Linked DNA regions of Ovis aries: all the other regions are linked to region 3. A link is a contact called in public Hi-C data. All regions are on one chromosome and are shown on one strand. The core of a region is the stretch at or near the end of the contact, and the rest is flanking DNA. Distances in the headings are between cores, read along the strand shown. Region 1 overlaps PDLIM5 (PDZ and LIM domain 5). Region 2 overlaps PDLIM5 (PDZ and LIM domain 5). Region 3 holds the start of PDLIM5 (PDZ and LIM domain 5).

Region 1 (4,144 bases), core at 1,016-3,515, 150 kb before region 3:
GCATCAATTCTTTGGCACTCAGCCTTTCTTATGGTCCAACTCTCACATGCATACATGACTACTGGAAAAACCATAGCTTTGACTGGACAGACCTTTGTCAGTAAAGTAATGTCTCTGCTTTTTGATATGCTGTCTCGGTTTGTCATAGCTTTTCTTCCAAGGAGCAAGTGACTTTTACCCTTCGTGATTGCATTCACTATCTGCAGTGATACTGGAGCCCAAGAAAAGGAAGTCTGTCCCTGTTTCCACTGTCGCCCCATCTATATGCCATGAAGTGATGGTGCCATGTCCTTAGTTTTTTGAATGCTGAGTTTTAAGCCCATTTCAGGGAGTACATTAAGAAAAACTTTCTACCTGGGCTTCAATCTTCTCCAGAAGGTAAATAAACATAAACTTCTCCAGTATTTATTTCTGAGTTCGAGTGATTTTTGTTTGCCTGTTAATATCTTTCAACAACCAGCATTTATTATTTTAATAATAATCCTTGACAACATCTTGTTTTCTATATATATATATATTTTTAACTTTTAAAAATCCCTTAAATTAACACTGTCTGGTTGTTTTATCTTTCACATTTAAATGACTATTATGTGTATGTACATTTTCTTAACATGCATGTGGTACTGCTTCAATATCCCTACTTGTATCACTGCCAAGAGATCTGATGATATTAACAAGAGATATTTGACTCTATTGTTGTAAGCAAAGGATAAGTTTGAGTACCACTTAAAAGTCTTGCTTCTTTGTATCAAAACTTCCAGTTTACCCATTATCTGAACAGTGATATACAACTACCTGAAGCCATTAAAATCTTTCAGAAATTTATCCTCAAACGTTTATTCCTATCCTAGAATTATTAGGATATTAGGGTAATAAATTATGTGAAAAGATAAAATACATATGTAATGCTAACTCAAAAATTGATGAGGTGTTATCCTAGCTTGAACATAACTTTAAAGAAATGATTACAGACTCTTCAGAAGTATTTGATTAGATGTATTTGGGAGATGAACACATATCAAAATTGGACAAAGAAGCAGCACTCAATACATACCTGTTAATAGATATAAAAATAGAGAAACACAACAGAGAAAATATAGACGATTAAGACTTCTCATAAGAATAATGTAACTTGAAAACAGAGTTCTTTAATTTGACTAGGAAGAAGAAAATTAAGACATCCGAATGTCCATACCTATCAAATGTTTTATGCTATACTATGCAATAAATTATTTCAATTTCCTTTTATAAAATCCCTGGTAGCTCAGCTGGTAAAGAATCTGCCTGCAATGCAAAAGACACCAGTTTGATTTCTGGGTCACGAAGATCCACTGGAGAAGGGCTACGTTACCCATTCCAATAGTCTTGCCTGGAGAATTCCATGGCAGAGAAGCCTGGCAGGCCACAGTCCATGGGGGTCTCAAAGAGTTGGACATAAGTGAGCGACTAACACATACCCATTCCAGTATTCTTGGGCTTCCCTGGTGGTTCAGACAGTAAAGAATCTGCTTGCAATGCGGGAGACCTAGGTTTGATCCTGGGTTGGGAAGATCCCCTGGAGAAGGGAATGGCTACCCACTCCAGTATTCTGGTCTGGAGAATTCCAGGGACTGAATATGTATAGTCCATGGGGTCGCAAAGAGTCAGACACGACTAAGCGACTTTCACTTCACCATCATAATAAACACACCTTCACATAAAAGTAGAAAAACTTGGGGTTTTGAAACTTTCAGTGTGATGGAAAGATGTAAAACCGAATGGCAGTCAAAGATAGAAAATTAAGTCTTCCATCATGGGGAAGACTATTATCATTACCCCCAATTAATCTTTTTAAATTATAATTTCTTTTGAATTAAAAAAAGTAAGCTGTAGGAAGTATCTTCAACATTGAATTTTAGTTAAAATAAGTTCCTTTTATTTTTTTGTTTAACTCAATAAAATAATTTTGAAATATTTAAGGTTAAAAGAAAAGAATTTATCGAAACAGCATCATAATAGAAGCACTGCTAGTCTGATAAAACTTCTAAAGAACTTAGTGCATATTCTGTACTTTGAAAGTCAATGTTTGCTTATTACAAACGCTGATTTTCATGAAACAACTTCATAAATATTAGTCTTCACAGTTAAATTTGGAAAAAGTATCCAAGTATTTCCATAATGAAACAGAAAATTAAACAATCTGTGTGTGAAAACAGAGTACATAGGAACTATGTTTCTTGCTTCAATAATACACTTTTCTCACAAGGAGCTCAAGTGTAGTAATTACTTATGCTCAATAGATGGCGACTTTACATTATAGTCATCAAACCACTGTTCGCCTGTGTGCTGTGCTGTACTTAGTCATTCAGTCACGTCTGACGCTTTGCAACCCCATGGACTGTAGCCCGCCAGGTTCCTCTATCCATGGGATTCTCCAGGCAAGAATACTGGTGTGGGTTGCCATGCCCTCCTCCAGGGGATCTTCCCGACCCAGGTCTCCCGCATTGCAGGTGGGTTCCTTACTGTCTGAGCCACCAGGGAAGCCCATAGGACAATATAATCAACCAGTAGAAAAGGAAAGGAGATAAATTACAAACATCCCATATTTTGCAATAGACAATAATTACTATTTGGTTATATACCCATTTTTGAACCTGTGGCCTTTTTTTCCAGGTTAACACAATACTTTGCAGGAATGCATATGATAATATTATCAGCTAAGCATAATTCTATTTTTGCTTTTAAAAATTAGACTGTGCTGTGAAAGTCTTTGTGTTCTGTGTTTTGGGACAAACCTGATTTTAACCTCATGAAAACATGTGAGATTATGAGCCAAGGAAATGATTCCTAATTCCTTTGTGTAGCTTTTAAATAATAATTTTAGGTAATTTACTCAAATGACACATGTCCTAATAAGAATATACAACAGAGTCCAGTATATTTGTGAAAACAGAAATAATGAAGACATGCACAGGTTAGCAAACTGTGTTTTTTCATTAATCTATTTTTACACTTTCACTGCCGAGGGCTGGGGTTTAATCCCTGATCAGGGAACTAAGATCCCACAAGACGAGAGGCTAAATAAATAAATTTTTAAAAATCTGTTTTATGTGGATCCTGTGAATATCTGTGAACAACCTAAAATGTTTTAAAAACTTGCTGTAAATTGAACCTGTTGGGAAAAATTTATGTAGGTTCTGCTGTCTAAATTTTCAATGAATGTACAAAGGTGACAAGTTTGTATTCAAGAAGTAACATCTGTTCTGATGGCCTTCAACTGAAGATCACAGGGACATTAGTTAGTGCCAAGGGACAGCCTAGATTTTTCCCCCCCATAACCACTTCAGTTTTGTGTAATGTAACTGGTGACTGGAGTTTGAACTGTTTTCTAGCTAACAGGAGAGCCAGTCACTCTTCCCCTGGTGAGTACGTTTAAGTCTTTGGAAATGGGGAAACTACATCACACATTAATTCTTCACCATAATCTGTGAAAAATCAGAACCCACCATTACTTGAACAAGAGAGAGAGAGAAAAAACAGACTAATGAAAGTATGTTTGGGTCATGATAATTTTAGAAATCGTTTTTGCTAAACTAAAATACCACCTTGGTGGTGGTTTGGTGGTTTAGTTGCTAAGTCGTGTCTGACTCTTGTGATCCCATGGACTGTAACCCACCCGGCTCCTTTGTCCATGGGATTCTCCAGGCAAAAATACTTCTCCAAGGGATCTTCCTGATCCAGGAATAGAACCTGGGTCTCCTGCATTGCAGGCAGATACTTCACCGACTGAGCTAGGAGGGAAGCCCTCAAAATACTACTTTATACTTATTTATACAGACCGATGAAAGTGAAAGTATTAGTCGCTCACTCATGTTGGAATCTTTACAACTCCATGGACTGTAGCCTGGTAGGCTCCTCTGTCCATGGAGTTCTCCAGGCAAGAATAATGGAGTAGGTAGCCATTCCCTTCTCCAGGGGATCTTCTATACATGCATAAAAATTTTAAAATTATTAGATAAATATTTTACTACATATAGTAGAAACTGAGAAGTGAGTCAAGAAACATCACCCTTTGTATGGTGCTTGACACGATGTATTTTAGGTATATGTTTCTAAAATAATTAACTTTAAATAAAATTTTCTATGGCCTTTAATAATTCTCTAT
Region 2 (3,833 bases), core at 718-3,217, 130 kb before region 3:
AAGAGCACTTGCAAATTTGTCTACAGAATTTCACAAACACCACACTTTTGTTTTCATAGTAATCAAGTTTTCATTGTGCTAACACATCGGGTCAACACCCGAAATTAAGCTACTTTTAAATGCAATCAATTTACAAATGCAAAGCAGTAACTTGCTTGTTAATGATGCAAAATATGTAATACTCCCTTTTGTCCTGAATCTTGGACAGTGCAGGACACCAGACGTGTGCTCAATAACTACATGTCAATTGACTAAGAAACCACTGTAAAGTCCCTGTAACTATATCACTGCCTACAAAGTTGAAAATAAGTCATTTCAGGAATTACCAAAGCTATACCCATAAAACACAAAGTTTCAACTTAGTGTTTTCAATATAATAGTTTTCTGTAACCTCAGTTTTGCTTTTATCTCTACAATTTCTATTAAGAAGCCTTCCTTATAAAATTTTATGAAATGTTAGGAAGGAGAAAAGATTTTAACTTGAACACTTCCTTCAAAAGAAGTATTTTTTTCCTACTGAACCTGGAATTTAACAAACAAAATAAACTTCTGCTTTTAGTCTTCCATGAGACTAGGATTTGATAGGCAGCATCTGTCTTTTCAGGGGGCTTCCCAGATGGGTCAGCAGTAAAGAATCTGCCTGCAATGCAGGAGACACAGGCTCGATCCCTACACTGGGAAGATCCCCTGGAGAAAAAAATAACAACCCTCTCCAGTACTCTTGCCTGGGAAATCCAATGGATAGAGGAGCCCGGCGGGCTACAGTCCTGCAACCTGGTGGGTTGCAAAGAGTTAGACACAATTCAGCACACACACATCTGTCTTTTCAAGATATCTACTTTGGTTACTCTAAAATCTATTATCTTAAAATAGACAAATCCGAAAAATGACAACCAAATGCACCTCAACACTACATACTATTTATCTTCCTCATATGAGAGAAATAACTTTCTTTGAAAGGTACTAGTTTTCCTCAGTGTATACATCAAAACTTTCAAAAGTCACCCACAACCACAAAACCACACATAGGGCCCAGGAGCTGTCCTTCCAGACTTGCTCCTTTCTCTCAGCAGCAGCCTGGAACCCTGCCACCTTCTTTTTCAAAGCCCCCAAGTTGCCATGGGAACAGTCCTATGAAAGCACAGCCCCTTCATTACATGAATTAACATTCAGAAGGGATTATCTCAGAAAGGACCTAACTACACAATTATTTTAATTATATTTTCCTGGGAACTGACATTGGTTAAAAACAATCACACATGCAGATTATTTCCTTTTAAAAGACACTTTTGTCACAATAAATCTGATCAAAATGACTTTACAGAAATGACTTTGGTTTAAAGGATAGTCACTGGATTCCAAAAATAAAATAACCATCTATAAATGATGGCTACTGAAAACAGACTTCAATTTTTAAAAAAATCTGTGCCACAAAAAAAGAGGAAAATTATAAGGAATGGATTCTCAGAAAGTTATTATAACATTATATATTCAGTGTCCACTGCTTTAAATCTATTCATTTTAGAAAAATGTTTACAATGAAAGTATTCTCTAATTTGCTTCTGATGTTTTTAAGCATCCGTGAATGTTACTGTCCTCTCATTACTGTTTGCTTTTAAAGACTAAATTTCAGTGTAAGTTTATCTGAAAAGAATGTGGCTTAGCTAGCTGACCTAAGCTAATGCATCATACATAGACATGAGTCAAAACTAAATTTGTTTTCTGTCTTCAGAATACTTCCTAGAAATAAGCTTCTTACAAGCTTCTCATTTCCTCTCTCTTTAGCATGAGATACATAAGCTGACACAACTGCAACCATTCTATTTCAACTTTTGGTGACTCATAAAAGAACGGAAAAATTGAGAAAGAAAGATTCAAGATTTGCCTTGCATTATAAGGGCCAGCTGCTCCACGTTGTTCCAGACTTGGAGAAAAAGAGTTACAGAGTCCGTTACATGATTCATACCAGGTCAAGATGCATAATTAGGTTTGGATTAACCTATAATTGCCTTGCAGAGAGTGGTGTATTGTATATAACATAAAGCTACATTACATGTTAATGAAGCAGATGAAACTTCATTTCCCTTCTCTCAGAGAACAGCTGATTTGGGGGTGGGTGGAGATTAAGTGCTGCCTGGAAACTGCCTGAAAGAAGAGTTTGATAAGAGCAGAAAGCACCCGCGGCCACCTACCCATTTTGCTGTTTACTGTCACCCTGGGATCCTCTTCTCTGTCCCTCCGCTAGCTCCTGGGCAGTCTCGGCACACACGCTGGTGACTGTGGGCTGCCGTGGGACATTAACTGCAGGTTTACCAGCGTTCAGCGCAGATGACCGCTGGTCAGCACTAAGATTGGTATTAGCATGCGGTCCAGATGCAGCGAATGGGGGAGAAGTGACAGCGGCCACGGGTGGAGGGGAAGCATGTGATGAAGTGGTCGCGTGGGCTGGGGTGAAGGCAGACGATGGTGATGGGATGGATGTGACTTTTGGTGAAGACACAGAACCAAAGGGCCGCGGGGCCTTATTGTAGGCCATGTTGGTTGTGGAAGTGACTTTGGACACAGCAGGAGATGGAATGGGCACAGGTTTAACTACTTCTTTAGGTTCTCCCTATGTAAAATAAAAATAAACATACACAAAACACGGCAAAGACATGCAAAACAGATCCACTGAAAAGAACACACAGCTAGTTTATAAAAAGACAAACACAATTATGTTAGCAGGCCAAACTTTACACGTTTCCAGATAAAATATTAGCATGCATGCTAACTGGTCTCAACATGCATAACACAGATGCACATACTGAGTAAATAAATGTTTTTTAAAAAATGAAAGGAGTTCAAAATATTTAGGAAATAGATTAGGAAAGTTATCAAAAAGCCTAAAGGCCAACGTAAGTGTCAATTTAGACATATTCCAAAGGAAAAAATTTTAATACCCCACAGTAAACAAAACATCACTAATCAAAACATTTATTTTAAAATATCCGGAGTCTCAACTACAATTCCATCTTTTAAACACGTTTAATTACTCTCCAGAGTTCAATTATTTGATTCATGCAGAAGCAGCTGGACATTTCTAATTCTTCAATCAAAAAAAAAAGAAGGAATGTTCATTTCCATCTGATTCAGAAATGTGAACATTCTAATTATTTTGATTCAAGAAATTGCTCCTTAAAAATAAAACACAAAACAAATGAAACAAAATCAATCCTTTCCCTTTTCTACAGTCCACCTATTACTCTCTCTGGAATGTTTTGAGATATCACTAAAGATGGAATAAAATTCTTCCCTTTTCCAAAATAAATATTCAAAAGTAACAGAAGGAAAAAAAAAGAAGATCTTAAATGTTTCTTCACAGACATCAAAGAAAAAAATAACAACTAAGATCAATTCCACCTAAAATTAACAGAATTTGTGTTTGCAAACCCCTATTGCAAAGTAAGTGTGAATTTAAAAATAAACCCAGCTTAATCTTCTGTGATATTCAAGAATAAGTCCTTATCATCTCAAAAGAAAAACAATCGAATTCTATAAAAAGTACACAATGGTAGCTCTATTATGTTTAACTTAAAGGAAGAAAAAGTAATCTAATCTTATAGAAATAATAAAGCTGAGGGGGATAAAGTAACTTAATGCCTCAGGGAATCAATATGAGCAAATTCACTAAAAAGGCACAAGTAAAATTAAGGAGAAATCCCCCCAAAGCACAAAACCAGATGTAAATGAACAATGCTTTGGGACAATTTGAAGATATATATATATATATATAAAAAATAGGGTACTTGCCAAAAACCTAATCCAAGAATACTCTGAAAATATAGTTTAAAAAT
Region 3 (3,788 bases), core at 701-3,200:
AGAAAATTCAGTGAAAATCTGCACTACATCTACCAGAAAAAAAAAGAGGAAGCTTCTCCCCAGGCATAGTAGTTCACTGAACTACTAGGCAACAAAAAGATGAAAAGGCCAAACCAGACATCAAACTATTAGATACAGGTGAAAAATGAACATGAAGGAGGCAATAAGGAGCCACAATCCACGGGGTCTCAAGAGCGGGACACGACAGGACTTAGCAACTAAACCACCCCATATACATAATTTAATTGCTTTCTCCCTATAATAAAAGCGTTTCTGAGAACTTGTAGAGAGGGACTACTTGGATGATGGCACACATTTATCAAAAGTGTATAAAGCCAACAGATATTTCACAGGCAATATGCCCATCCTTCTTTTTTAATCTTTAACTTTTCATCAAAAGAAGAACGTGAAAGTTAGGCTCAACTTTCCTAATCCCATTGTTCCCTACAAGAAAATGTATTTAATTCATATATTAACTCATGTACCTGTAACTCTCTTTACTTGGGAGTTCCTTTCCTGCTTTCCCTCATTTGTTATTAAACTCTCTAGAACTGGCAAGTTCACAGCCACACTATAGAGCCAGTGTCAGTTCATTTCCAGTCAGTGCCATTTCCCTCCCTTTGCCAGTTTCATGTGACTTGAAATAGTCAGAAATCAAAGCAACAGTTATATTGTTGGCCTTTTCCAGGTCTGGTTATTAGTGCCCAAACTCTTCCTAAATTACCAAGGAGGCAGGAAATATTGAGCAGCCTTTCTTCCTTCAAATAAGTAGAAAGTGTTGGAACTTCTGTATAGTGTTGGATTTTCTTTTAGGGAAAGTCCAAACAATGTCTTCACTCAAGGAAGCTTGGTATTTCCCACACTTCTAACTTCTTCAGTGGATGGGAGGACTGGAAAGAAGAATTCGTGATGAATTGCTCAGAGTTGGGTCTAAAATTAAAGATGTATCTTAAGATTCTTTTCCTCCCCAGAATGAGAGACTGTGGAGGTAGAGTGGAAGAATTAAAGCCACAAGCAGCGGATGAAAGTAGCCGACGAGACAGTTTTCCAGCAAAGAGGTTCACGCCTAGCCCTGTTTGCCAAATAAGGTTCCCGAGCCGGCTGTTTCCGAGGCAGGCGGGTTCCAATGTCCTCGTGGTCAGGAAGGCGGACTTGGGATAGGATCTGGCGATCACACCCTAGACCTGCCCTGCCCAGCGCAGCCACCAATTTTCTTTCCAAGCTCTGCCCTATCCATACGCCCTTCCTTTTTCCACTTATTGTCAAACGAATTAGAGGCACAGCCTAAAAAAGCCCCAACAAGTACGCAAGCATTAATAAATCCGGCGTTTACGACAGATCTGTTTTTTAAACAAGCTTTAACTTCTGGACTCATATCTGTTTATTAAACAAACTTTATTCCCTTAACAGGTTACACAATCCTAAATGTTGGGGGGGGGGGGAGCGGGGAGTGTGAAATAAATGCTTCTCAGTAGAGTGAGCGCAAATAAAAGCCCCGCTTCCTCTCCACACCTCCAGGAGACTGCGCAGGACGCGAGTATCCCCAGACTCTAAGGTGTGTGCCCAAAGGCGCTCGGCACCCGGATGGTGGCCCGCCCTCGCCCGACTCCTGAGCCCCTGCCTCAGCCGTCCTAGTCCCAGCCCGTCCCGGGTCCAGTGCCCGTTCTCTGGCCTGGAGCCCGCTTCCGCGCCGCCGTTTCCCTGGTAGTCCTCTTCCCACGCCACTCTCCACCTCCGCAGATCCGCGTCCAGCAAACACCTGAGAAGCTTCCCAGCGCTAGGCGCACCACCGTCTCTCCCTAAGCAGGACTTCTCGCCGTGCTCTCAGTGCACGGCGATTCCTTCTTTCCCTCCTCCCTACCCGGGTTCCGAGACGCGCATCCCATGAAGGCGGCCACTCACCTCCGGTCCGGCGCCGCGATGCCTCCGAATCAGACGAGCGCTGACAAGTGACTCGCGGTGCTTGTGCCTTCCCCACGGCCCGCGGGAACTTCCGCCTCCTGGATCCCGCCCCCACCCCGCCAGCCCCAACACACACACACACACACACACACACACACACACTCACACACACACCGGCCCCGCCCCCGGGCCAGGGCACGCCCCCTCCTCTCCTGGCCACGCCCCGGACCCGCAGGGCTGCGGCGAGCTGAGAGAAGGCTGCGGGTGAACCTAGCGCGCGGGCTAACTGCAGCGAGCCGAAGCTGCTGCGGAAAGACAATTGCAGTACGGAGTTTCGGTGGGACCAGTCTTAGGGGGTTTTGAGCAGTACCTGACAAAGGTCCTCTCTGCCTGTTTGTTTTGTCGTGGATGCGTTTTTCTCTCCAGAAACTGAATTTGGCAAGCAGTTGCTTTTGGCTAAAAATAGGAGAGGGCTTTGGATAAATCCCTATCTATGCAAGCCCAGCGGCCACTGCCTGGTTTTTTGAGCAAGCTTTATGTGCCCGGAGAAGTGAAGACTTTAAAGTTGACCTGTTAGGAAAGGGAAAATCAGCAACTTTAATACCTAGAAGTTAAATCCTCTAATCAAACCAGAAGACCGTGTTAAAGAGCAGCGGCCGAAGGTGGTTCAACCATTATAACCTCAGCTTATTTTTTCTAAGTCCAGATCGATAGTCCACTTTCCAGTTTCTATAAAGGTGCTTGATTTAGCCCAAGGGATTTATTCATGAGCAAATTTGAATAACGTTCAGTGAACATAAGAGAAAGTAACTTTTAGGCTTGTTTTGAACTGTAAATTGGCTTATAACATGTGAAAAGGACAGTTCTTAACCATGGGACTTATCAAGCAAGGCTGATGGAGTCCGTGGGTCCCCAAGAAGTGCAAACAAAATTCTAGAGAACATCCCAAACTGCTCTGTCCAAACCGGTAACCATCTATCACATGTAGCTACTGAACATTTGAAATTTATTTACTGCGACTGAAGCACTGAATTTTTTGTTTTATGTAAATTTAATTTAAATTTAAAAACTGAAGTAGGGTAACATGCCTCCGTTAAAAACAACTTTAGTGTTTGGATAGGAGTACATTTCTCTTAAACGTCGTGTCCAAATCGTGCTACAATGGAACTGGATTTTGAAGACTTATTATGACAAAGATAATATAAAATGTCATTAATAATTTTATGTTGATTACATGTTGAAGTAAAATTTTTATGTTTGTTAAACATACAATTAAACTTAATTTTGCTGTTTTTTAACGTGGATACTAAGATATTTTGCATTACCAATGTTGACTGACATTATTATATTTTCATTGGACAGCACTAGTCCATAGTTTTCATCACATTCTCTGAAAGATTATATTGGAGGGAAGGGTTTCCTAGTGTGAACTGGTTTACAGAGTGCTTTAATATTTGTTGTCATGTTTGACATCTCCCTCCCAAAATATATAAAGAAATAAATAGTAACAATAGCTGCCACTTACAAACACCTACCATACACTAGGCAGTGTAAAAATTTTTACTACACTTAATGTAATAACTCTTACTACACTTAATAATTCTTCTAACTTTATAAGACAAATGTCATCCCATTTATAGTCAAGAAAACTGAGGTTTCAAGAGATTGCAGCTGGTAATACTTCCACAGGGCAATGGCTAGAATTACCCTGTAAGGGTCCTCTCTCTGCTCCTCTTCATCTGTTTGCTGCTAATACAATTAATTTGATCCTGAATGGAACCAGGTTGACTAAAGACATCAAGAAATGCAGACAATATATAGAGGTATCACTAGAAGATAAGCATCTTGAGGTGGTGAAGAGCTGGGAGTGTTACCTACCTATGCAA

Evidence for each region. A called contact is a pair of places that touch in the nucleus more often than the background predicts.
Region 1: a contact with region 3 is called in a Hi-C map of liver, with 2.4 times the contacts expected there. The contact joins the enhancer-like site here to the promoter of PDLIM5 in region 3. A contact is called at or near these places in 4 of 16 Hi-C or Micro-C datasets (hypothalamus, liver, muscle and 1 more).
Region 2: a contact with region 3 is called in a Hi-C map of hypothalamus, with 2.4 times the contacts expected there. The contact joins the enhancer-like site here to the promoter of PDLIM5 in region 3. A contact is called at or near these places in 2 of 16 Hi-C or Micro-C datasets (hypothalamus and skin fibroblasts).

The regions. Positions count from the first base shown.
Region 1 is chr6:30,661,251-30,665,394 of ARS-UI_Ramb_v3.0, forward strand. All of the region lies in intron 9 of PDLIM5 (PDZ and LIM domain 5), which reads right to left. Among named protein-coding and RNA genes, the nearest start is that of PDLIM5, 150 kb to the right of the region's middle. Within about 2 kb of position 2,266, at least 3 of the 54 cell types and tissues checked have an H3K27ac peak or open chromatin away from gene starts, as enhancers often do. A contact at or near this core is called in liver, where this site is marked.
Region 2 is chr6:30,681,429-30,685,261 of ARS-UI_Ramb_v3.0, forward strand. All of the region lies in intron 4 of PDLIM5 (PDZ and LIM domain 5), which reads right to left. Among named protein-coding and RNA genes, the nearest start is that of PDLIM5, 130 kb to the right of the region's middle. Within about 2 kb of position 1,968, at least 13 of the 54 cell types and tissues checked have an H3K27ac peak or open chromatin away from gene starts, as enhancers often do. A contact at or near this core is called in hypothalamus, where this site is marked.
Region 3 is chr6:30,815,433-30,819,220 of ARS-UI_Ramb_v3.0, forward strand. PDLIM5 (PDZ and LIM domain 5) reads right to left here and starts at 1,951. Exons shown (of 15, transcript XM_060416872.1): 1 at 1,903-1,951.